Regions from separate parts of the Sus scrofa genome. Here all the other regions are linked to region 1. The links are chromatin contacts, called in public promoter capture Hi-C maps. All regions are on one chromosome and are shown on one strand. Each heading gives the region's core, a stretch centred on a gene start, on an enhancer-like site or on the middle of the called end of the contact. The rest is flanking DNA. Distances are from core to core; before and after follow the strand shown. Region 1 holds the start of NAA10 (N-alpha-acetyltransferase 10). Region 2 holds the start of ABCD1 (ATP-binding cassette sub-family D member 1). Region 3 holds the start of EMD (emerin).

Region 1 (2,700 bases), core at 79-2,578:
GCCGGAGTCAGATGTCATTGCTACATGCCCACCATCTCATCTCCCTGGAAGACAGGCCTGAAGATTAGGCCTCGGAGGAGCAGGGAACCAGGACCTCCTAGGGAGTAACTTGTTATAAAGTTACACGAGGGTTGGGCGCTTCCATCATCAATGTTTTCTTTGTTTCTTTTTCTTCTTTTTTTTTTTTTTTTTTTTTTTTTTTTGCATTTTAGGGCCAAGGAAGTTCCCAGACAAGGGATCGAATCAGAGCTACAGCTGCCAGCCTACACCACAGCCACAGCAATGCGAGATCTGAGCCGCATCTGCCAATTAACCCACTGAGCAAGGCCAGGGATAGAACCTGCATCCTCATGGTTACTAGTTGGGTTCGGGTTCATAAACCGCTGAGCCATGAAAGGAATTCCTGTTTCCTTCTTTTAAATCAGTTATTATTGAAGTACAATTTATATACTCTAAAACGTATCCATTGTAAGCATTTAGTTCACTGAGACATGACAATGTGTATATCTGTCACCACCAGCGCAATCATGATAGAGAATTTCTTATTCCAACTTGCAAGGTTTCATCTCACAGCCTGTGGCCTCTTTCCCAAGCAGTGTTATCTAGGTGCAGACTCCCACCCACCTGCAAAAAAAGGAAAAGGAAAAGCCCTCGCATTCACCTTTGTCCGGGACTCACTTAGGAGCACTGATTGTGGAGCGGTTTAGTGGGGACAGGGAACGCCCCTTCCCCAGGGCCTGTGGCGTCGGGGCGGCTCCTGCAGGCACCACCTGTCACTTCCTCCTTGTTGCAGTTTCGTGATCCCGAGTACGGGGAATGGTTTGGCTACCTGAACCGAGAGGGGAAGGTTGCCCTCACTATCAAGGGGGGTCCCTTTAAAGGTGAGTGGGAGATACGGCAGGGCTTCAGGGGCTCGGAGCGCTCGGCTGCCCCTGGCCCTCCCAACCCGCCGTCCTGCCTCTGCGCAGGCTGCTTCCACGTGCCGCGGTGCCTTGCCATGTGCGAAGAGATGCTGAGCGCCCTGCTGAGCCGCCTCGCCTAGGCTCTACGGCGCCCGGTCCTCGCCCGCTGACCCCGCCCGCCGAAGCGCAGAATAAAGCTGAGCCTGCACCATAGCCCGTGTGCGAGAGTCTCTGGGTCTCGGGAAGGGAGAGACCGCCGCGCTGGCCAGAGGGCACCTGCTCACCAGGACAGTGACCCGCCCCGCGCGCTGGGCCCGCCCACCCTGCCAACAAGGCCCGGGGCCCGCCAGGTCATTGGCCCGACCAGACCCCGCCTCGTCACGCCCCGCGGGGAGGCCCCGCCCCGCCCTTGGCCCACCCTGCGCATTGGCCAAGCGGCCGAGAGGGCGGGCCCGCGGCGCGCACTTCCGGCCGGTGGCCGGGCCCGGTGCGCACCGCCCCTTCCGCCACCGCCCCCGCGATCCCGGACCCAGCTCCAGTCCCAGCCGTGCCCTGGCAGCTCCGGCGACGCTCCGGAGCGCGGCGACAGCTGACTGCGCGTTCACGACCCGCTGGGAGCCACGAGCCCCGCCGCCGTTATGAACATCCGCAATGCGAGGGTGAGGGGCCGGGGCCGGAGGCTGTCCGCGCCGCGTGGGAGCGGGGCCCGGTGGCCGCGTGCGCATGCTCCCCAGGGGCCCAGCCGAGCCCCGGGCCAGTCGCTCTGCGCGCCAGCGGCCGACCGGCGCGGCACAGTGAAGGCCACTAAGCCGGTGGGACTGGACCTACGCGAATAGGAGGCCAGGGGCGCAGGGCCGGGGCTTGCAAACCCGTTCTTTCCGGGACGTCGGGGCGCAGCTGGATGGTGTCTGGGAGCTTCCTGGCGCTCACGTTCATTCCTGGAACAGTCAGTTTTTGCGCAGTGGCTGTGAGCCAGGCCTGTGCAGAGACAGATAGTCACGGCGCCCGCCCAGCCCGGTGGGGTGGGGGGGTGAGTAGACAGCCAGCAGAGTTGTAACAGGTCTGAGGCCTACTTAGTCACCACAGCCCCTGGCCTGACCGCATTCCGCTGCCCTCCTCCCCCGCAGCCAGAGGACCTGATGAACATGCAGCACTGCAACCTCCTGTGCCTGCCGGAGAACTACCAGATGAAATATTACTTCTACCACGGCCTTTCCTGGCCCCAGGTGGGCAGCTTTTGCATTTAGGGATGGCGGAAACCAGACCAAGGAAATTCCAGCCTGGGTCAGTTTGGGAGGGGCAGGCAAGGTCGTCAAGACCCTAGCGGGGCGAAGGGGTGAACAGGCCCTGAGTGTCTGCGGGTGGGGGGGGGGGGGAGAGGTGCCTGAAGAGGGCGGAGGAACAGGGCCAAGGTAGGGATCCCCTCTGTGCCTGTCCACCCCTTCTGGGTTAGGGACCAGGGCACAGTGTGGTGCGGGAAAACCAAGCCACTTGGGCCAGAGCTCAGGAACTGTCACTGAGCTCCCCGCCTGTGCTTGGCTGCCGTCTGTCACACACACGGTAAGAGGCAGGCGGTCGGGCCAGGTGTCCGCCAAGGGCGCCTCCGGCTCTGACAGGCGTTTGTTTTCTGCCTTCTCTTTGCTGTCACCCAGCTCTCTTACATCGCCGAGGATGAGAATGGGAAGATTGTGGGGTACGTCCTGGCCAAAATGTGAGTCACCAAAGGATGGAGAGAGAAGCCTGGCGCCTGACCTGGGCCGGGGAGAGGGGGGAGCACCAACTCGGGATGCTGTGCCTG
Region 2 (2,700 bases), core at 126-2,625, 180 kb after region 1:
CCCCCATAGAAGGCAATCTCCTCCGAGTTGGCCACCACTCGCGAGTGCATGTAGCGCAGCTCCCCCTTCCGCCGCGCCTCCTCTGCCACCAGCTCCCCAAACTTGGGTGAGAAGGCTCGGAGCACGTTGGCTGTGAGGAACACCACGAGGCCAGCGATGGCCGAGGGCCAGGCCGTGCCGGCCCCGCGGGAGCGGGCTGCTCGAAGCAGGGTGTAGGCGGTCACAGCCACGTCCAGGAGTGGCTTGGTCAGGTTGGAGTAGAGGTGGGCCACGGAGGCAGCGAAGGCCACCACGTCCTCCGTCAGGGACTGGTCCGGGTTGCGAAGGCGCCCGTCCATGTTGCTGACACGGTAGTAGGTCTGCTGGGAGAAGTAGAGGCTGTAGGCATGGGCCACCAGACGGCTGCGGAACGCCAGGGCCAGCTGGCCCTCCAGGTAGCGGATGGCACTGTTGACGAAGGTGGCAGGGAGTGCGATGAAGAGCCACTGCAGGAGCTGCCAGCCAAAGGCCCGGGGGTCCTTTCGCACGATGCAGCGGGCCAGCCGGCCGTCCAGGCGGGCCACATACACCGACAAGAAAGTCCGGCTCACCAAGGCGGCCGAGTGCAGCGCCAGCAGCCCCGTCTCCCGGCACAGGATCCTGGGGAAGAGCAGCCGCAGAAGCCACAAGAGTCGCTGCAGGAACACCCGGTTGACGCCGGCCTTGGCCGCTGTGGCCCCAGGGACCTCCTGCGCCGACTCCCGGACCGGCCCCTGGGGGCCCCTGGCCGGAGCCAGGCACTGCCGCACCAGGGGGTAGATTTTGTGGGCTCCGTAGGCCGTGAGGGCCAGGACCACAGCTGTGCGCTTCAGCGTGGTCACCCGCGAGGGCCGGGGAGTAGACAGCACCGTCATGTCACCTGGGCTGGGGCAGGGGCTGATGCCTGAGGCAGCAGAGGAAGCAGGTAGCTGGAAGGGTGGTGGCTCTGACCCCGGGCTCGTGGTCTAGGCAACAGGAAAGCTTGCAGTGGTCCCTGAGACTGTCGCTTTAGGCCACCCGGGTGGTGCTGGGGCCCCTGGTGCAGTGGGTTCAGGGCCCTCCAGGGTCGCGGCCTCTTCAGACAGCCGAGGTGGAGGAATTTGGCAGTCCCCTAGCCTCTGGGGTCAGAGCCTCCAGAGGTCTCAGGCAGAGAGGGCGTCTCTTCCTCTCCACCTCCTCCTCCTCCTCCCCCGGTGGCGCCCCTCCCCGGGGCACCAGACGCGTCCGTCCGCTCCACAGCCTGGCTGAGGCTACTGCGACTTCGCCACCCGTCCGGAATCCCCACCTACCCACCCACCCCTCCCCAGGGGCGAGCCGGGGGAAGGGGAGGAGGCCGAGGAGGGGCGGGAGGCGGAGCCCCGGCGCGGGGCGCCCCACCCCGTTCTCGCCCCACGGCTGGGCCCCGCCCCCGCCCCGGACCACAGAGACGTGGGACGACCGCGCGGGCTAGAGAAGCAACGCCGCGCCTTCCCGCCCAGGCCCCGCCCTGTTTCCCGACGCGCCCGAGGCGCCGCTTCTTCCCCAGTCCTGGGCGTCGGAGCCCAGGCTCGGGGGCGGGGCGGAAAGCGCCCGTGGGCGGGGCCACAGGCGCCTCGCGGCGTTTGGGGGCGGGGCCAAGGCGCCTCGCGGCGTTTGGGGGCGGGGCGGGACCCGCAGGGCGCTTCCGGTTCCGGCTGCGGGGGAAGGGGCGGGGCCGGCGTGGTGGTGGGAGAGTTTGGGGGCGACGAGGCGTGCGTGGTGGCTGTGGAGAACTCGGTGAGGCGGCTTGCGCGCCCGGTCGGCTTCCGGGGCCGCTGCGGTCCCCCGTCTTCTCTGCGAGGGCGAGCGGCGGGCCGCGCGGCGAGGCCTCGGCTGCGGGGCCGAGGGCTGAGCCAGGAGTGCGGGGGCAGGGCCGGGGCGGCAGCGGGTGGAGCCGGGGGCGGGGGGCGACGGCCGAGTGCCGTCCGGAGGAGCCGCGGAGGTGGGGCTCGGGAGGGCGTGCCCGCTCGGGGCCCCGTCGGGGGTTGTCCGGAGCCGGCTGGGCGCCGGGGCTGCCGGGGGAGGCCCCTGTGGTTTCTGAGGAGATAGTTTTTCGAGAACTTTCTCCGGCAGGGGCTGTGAGATGCTTGGTGGAGAGCTGCCCTCGCTTTTGGCCCCAGCTCGCGTCCTCTAGGAGTCGCTCTTGCGGCCTTTCTGAGGCGCCCGGAGACCTTCCGCCCCTCGGAGGCCGGCGCGGTGGTCTCTCTCCCGCCCCGGAAGGTGCTGCCGCTTCTGTCGGCTCCGTGGCGAGAGCTGCGGACGGAAGGGCCTCCTGGGCTCCCCGGGGGCGGGGGCGCCTCGCCGCAGAGCTCCCCCCGGCGGGCCTTGCCGCCCGTCTGCTCGAGCTTCTCCTCAAAGCGCCTTCCCACTTGGACTGGCGCAAGGAGGCTCCTGGCTTCCACGGGGAAAGGGGGCAAGGAATCGTCCAGAAGGGGGGCCTGGCTGGCTCAGCGCGCTGGACTGCCGGGCCTCGGAGCAGCCCTGGCTGCGCGTCCTGCGGCCGAGCCGGGGCTTTAAAAGCTCGGGGGTGCTTCCAGGCGGGGTCTGGGCTGCAGTCGGCCCAGCTCTCACGCCGCCGCCTGTTTCTCCTGTGCTTTCTCAGGAAACCGGCGCGCCTCTCCCTGTTGGAAGGCTTCTAGCACCAGGATGAGTCTGCAGTGGACT
Region 3 (2,700 bases), core at 149-2,648, 220 kb before region 1:
TGTACTGGCCCCCCGGTGAACAAACCTCATGGAGAACCTGTCTGTGGCCCTGGGCACGCCTGCCCGGGTCGGACCGGAGCCTCCCTCTCTTCTGCTGTCATCTATGAGAACCTGGACAGCACCTCCTCGCCCCAGGCTCCTAGGTCGGTTCTGGACGGACACTTCAGTTTGCCCACACTCCCTCAGCTGGCTTTTTAAAGAACGTGATTGTCACCGCCTTTCCCGTCCCCATGGGACAGCTCTTTATTGACCAAGGCCCTCACCAACTCCCTAGTGACAGTCCAGGCCCCTAGGCAGAGCTTGGCAGCCTTCCGTGCTTTGCCCCCTGCAGTCCCCTGGCTCCCCTGTCCTGGGGGCCCCCTCGGCACTAACACGGCCACGAAGCCCAGGTGCTCAGAGCCTGCCAAGGCTTCTCGGAACCCCTGAGCAGGTCCCTCGGGGTCCAGAAGGGCGCCATCCCGACAGGACAGGCAACCCCGACTGCCCCGGGTGGGCGGCCGGCGGGTCAGGCGGGCACTCGTCGTCTCCGCACGCGTGCACGCATCGCACGGCGCCCTCTGCCAGTGCCCACTGGCACGCCCGGGCCCCTTCCAAGGCCGCAGGCTCCTGGAGTGCCGGTGGCCTCCTGGCCCAGTGCCCCATTTCCTCCCGGGTGGAGCGGGGAGGGAGGGAGGCGGTGGGGACCGGCAGGCGCAGGTGCGCAGGCCAGGGCCGCGCAGAGCGGGAAGGCGGGCTGGGGCAAGGGGTCTGCGGGGCGGCTGCGGGGTGTCCCGGGCGTGGCGCACGCGCGCGAAGCGCTGGCAGCAGCGCCCGGCCCGGCCCCGCGCTCTCCGAAGGCTCGCCTTTAAGATCGGGCTCCTTCCCGCCGCTGCGGCTGCCGCTGCCTGGGCGGCGGGCTGGGGCGCGGCCAGAGAACCCCACGCGCCGGAGCTCGGGGGAGGAGGGGGCTGCGAGGGGCTGCGGGGGACCGAGGGGAGCCCACGTGACTCAGGGAGGGCGCGCCCCGCCCAGCGCGCGGCCCCGCCCCTCTCCCAGGTCCTGGCCGGTTTCTGCCGGTTCCACTGGCACAGGCCCCGCCCCACTCCACTTCCGACGGGAACAGCCCAGCGGGTGACGTCTCGGCTCGCCGGCCCCGCCCCGCTCCTACGTCCGGGCGGGTCTAAGCTCCGTCCCTTCGCGCGCAGGCCCAGCCCCCTCGCGGGTCTAATCCAAAGGCGCTAGCGTGTGACGTCTCTGGGCTCGCTGACCCCGCCCCGCTCCGGGACGCGCGGCCCCGCCCGCTCCCACGGTCCCACCGGTCTGCGGCGCTCCGGCGCAGGCGCACGCGACGCCCGTCTTTAGCCTCCAGCCAATCCCGCCCTTCGTGACGTCTGGGTTCGGCAGCCCCGCCCCGCCCCGCCCCGCCCGTTCCCAGGGCCCGAGCGGTCGGCGCCGGCGGCTCCTCTCGGCCTAGTCCCGCCCCGCGCAGCGCGCGCAGCCCGCAGAGACCGCGGCTGTTACGCGAGCGTGACGTGGCTGTGACGCGGGCGCGGCCGCTCCCGAGGCGCTCGCGCTGCCCCCGCCGCGCTCCGAGGTAGTCGTAGCTCGGCCCGTGTCGACAGGCCCGGGCCACCCCCAGGCCTCCGCCGCCCGCTGCCCGCCATGGACGACTACGCGGTCCTGTCGGACGCCGAGCTGGCTGCCGTGCTGCGCCAGTACAACATCCCGCACGGGCCTGTCGTGGGTACGCGGCGCCAGGGGGACCCCCTTCCTGCGCTTCGCCCCGCGCCCCCTTCCGCACCCCGTCCCGCGCTGCCCCCGGCTCCCCGCCCGCGCCCCTGACCGCCCCGTGCCCTATGTCTGGCCAGGTTCCACTCGCAAGCTCTACGAAAAGAAAATCTTCGAGTATGAGACCCAGAGGCGGAGGCTCTCGCCCCCGAACTCCTCCGCATCCTCTTTCTCCTATCGGTTCTCGGGTGAGGCCCCCGCCCCAGGGCTCCACCTGGCCGCCCTCGGGAACAGCATTTGGACGCCTGGGCGACGGGGAGGAAGTGGGCACGAGGGTGTGACGGGTGGGGAGGGGCCCAACGGGAAGGGGAGGGGAGCCTGGGGGCAAATGGTCCTGGCCCTTCCTCCGTTCAGACTTAGATTCTGCATCCGTGGACTCGGATATGTATGATCTGCCCAAGAAAGAGGACGCCTTACTTTACCAGAGCAAGGGTAAGGCAGGGGTGGGTGGGCACCCGGACCCCTTCGTTCCTGTGGCAGGGAGAACCTGAGAGCTCAGCCCCCACCGTCCTGCAGTGGCTCTGGAGGGCAGAGACCATGTCACAGCCCCCCCCCATGGGATTCACGTTAGGGCCATCCGGCCAGGTGGGGGACATCGTTGCCCCCTCTGCTACCGCTGCCCCCCCTTCCCAAGGCTATAATGACGACTACTATGAGGAGAGTTACTTGACCACCAGGACTTACGGGGAGCCTGAGTCTGTGGGCACATCCAAGGGCTTCCGCCAGCCCTCGGCTTCGCTCTCGGATGCTGACACCTTCCACCACCAGGTGAGCTGGCTTTCCGGCACCCTGGACTTGGGTATGAGGGGGTCGTGGCTGGGTTTGGATAAATCGAGGGGGCCACTGGGTGCAAATGCTTGCTCCCCGGCCTCCAGGGAGAAGTGGGGTCAGCAGACACCTGCTTGGTCAGGGTTTTCCTTTGGGGGTCTGTCA

What was found. Promoter capture Hi-C pulls out the DNA fragments that hold promoters and counts their contacts.
Region 2: a promoter capture Hi-C map of liver shows a contact between it and region 1, with 7 times the contacts expected there. The contact joins the promoter of ABCD1 here to the promoter of NAA10 in region 1. A contact is called at or near these places in 3 of 5 promoter capture datasets (fetal liver, fetal skeletal muscle and liver) and 2 of 2 datasets of contacts at active chromatin or transcription factors (alveolar macrophages and skeletal muscle).
Region 3: a contact with region 1 is called in a promoter capture Hi-C map of fetal liver, with 2.4 times the contacts expected there. The contact joins the promoter of EMD here to the promoter of NAA10 in region 1. A contact is called at or near these places in 1 of 5 promoter capture datasets (fetal liver) and 1 of 2 datasets of contacts at active chromatin or transcription factors (alveolar macrophages).

The regions. Positions count from the first base shown.
Region 1 is chrX:124,661,372-124,664,071 of Sscrofa11.1, reverse strand. NAA10 (N-alpha-acetyltransferase 10) reads left to right here and starts at 1,328. Exons shown (of 8, transcript XM_013986517.2): 1 at 1,328-1,561; 2 at 2,030-2,128; 3 at 2,555-2,613. The coding sequence starts at 1,541. It overlaps RENBP (renin binding protein), which reads left to right. Exons shown (of 11, transcript NM_213900.1): 10 at 794-881; 11 at 969-1,115. The coding sequence ends at 1,042.
Region 2 is chrX:124,483,751-124,486,450 of Sscrofa11.1, reverse strand. It overlaps ABCD1 (ATP-binding cassette sub-family D member 1), which reads right to left and starts at 1,375. Exons shown (of 10, transcript XM_003135473.5): 1 at 1-1,375. The coding sequence starts at 893. It overlaps BCAP31 (B-cell receptor-associated protein 31), which reads left to right and starts at 1,528. Exons shown (of 7, transcript XR_002340558.1): 1 at 1,528-1,773; 2 at 2,639-2,700.
Region 3 is chrX:124,884,127-124,886,826 of Sscrofa11.1, reverse strand. It overlaps EMD (emerin), which reads left to right and starts at 1,398. Exons shown (of 3, transcript XM_021080757.1): 1 at 1,398-1,723; 2 at 1,848-2,700. The coding sequence starts at 2,155.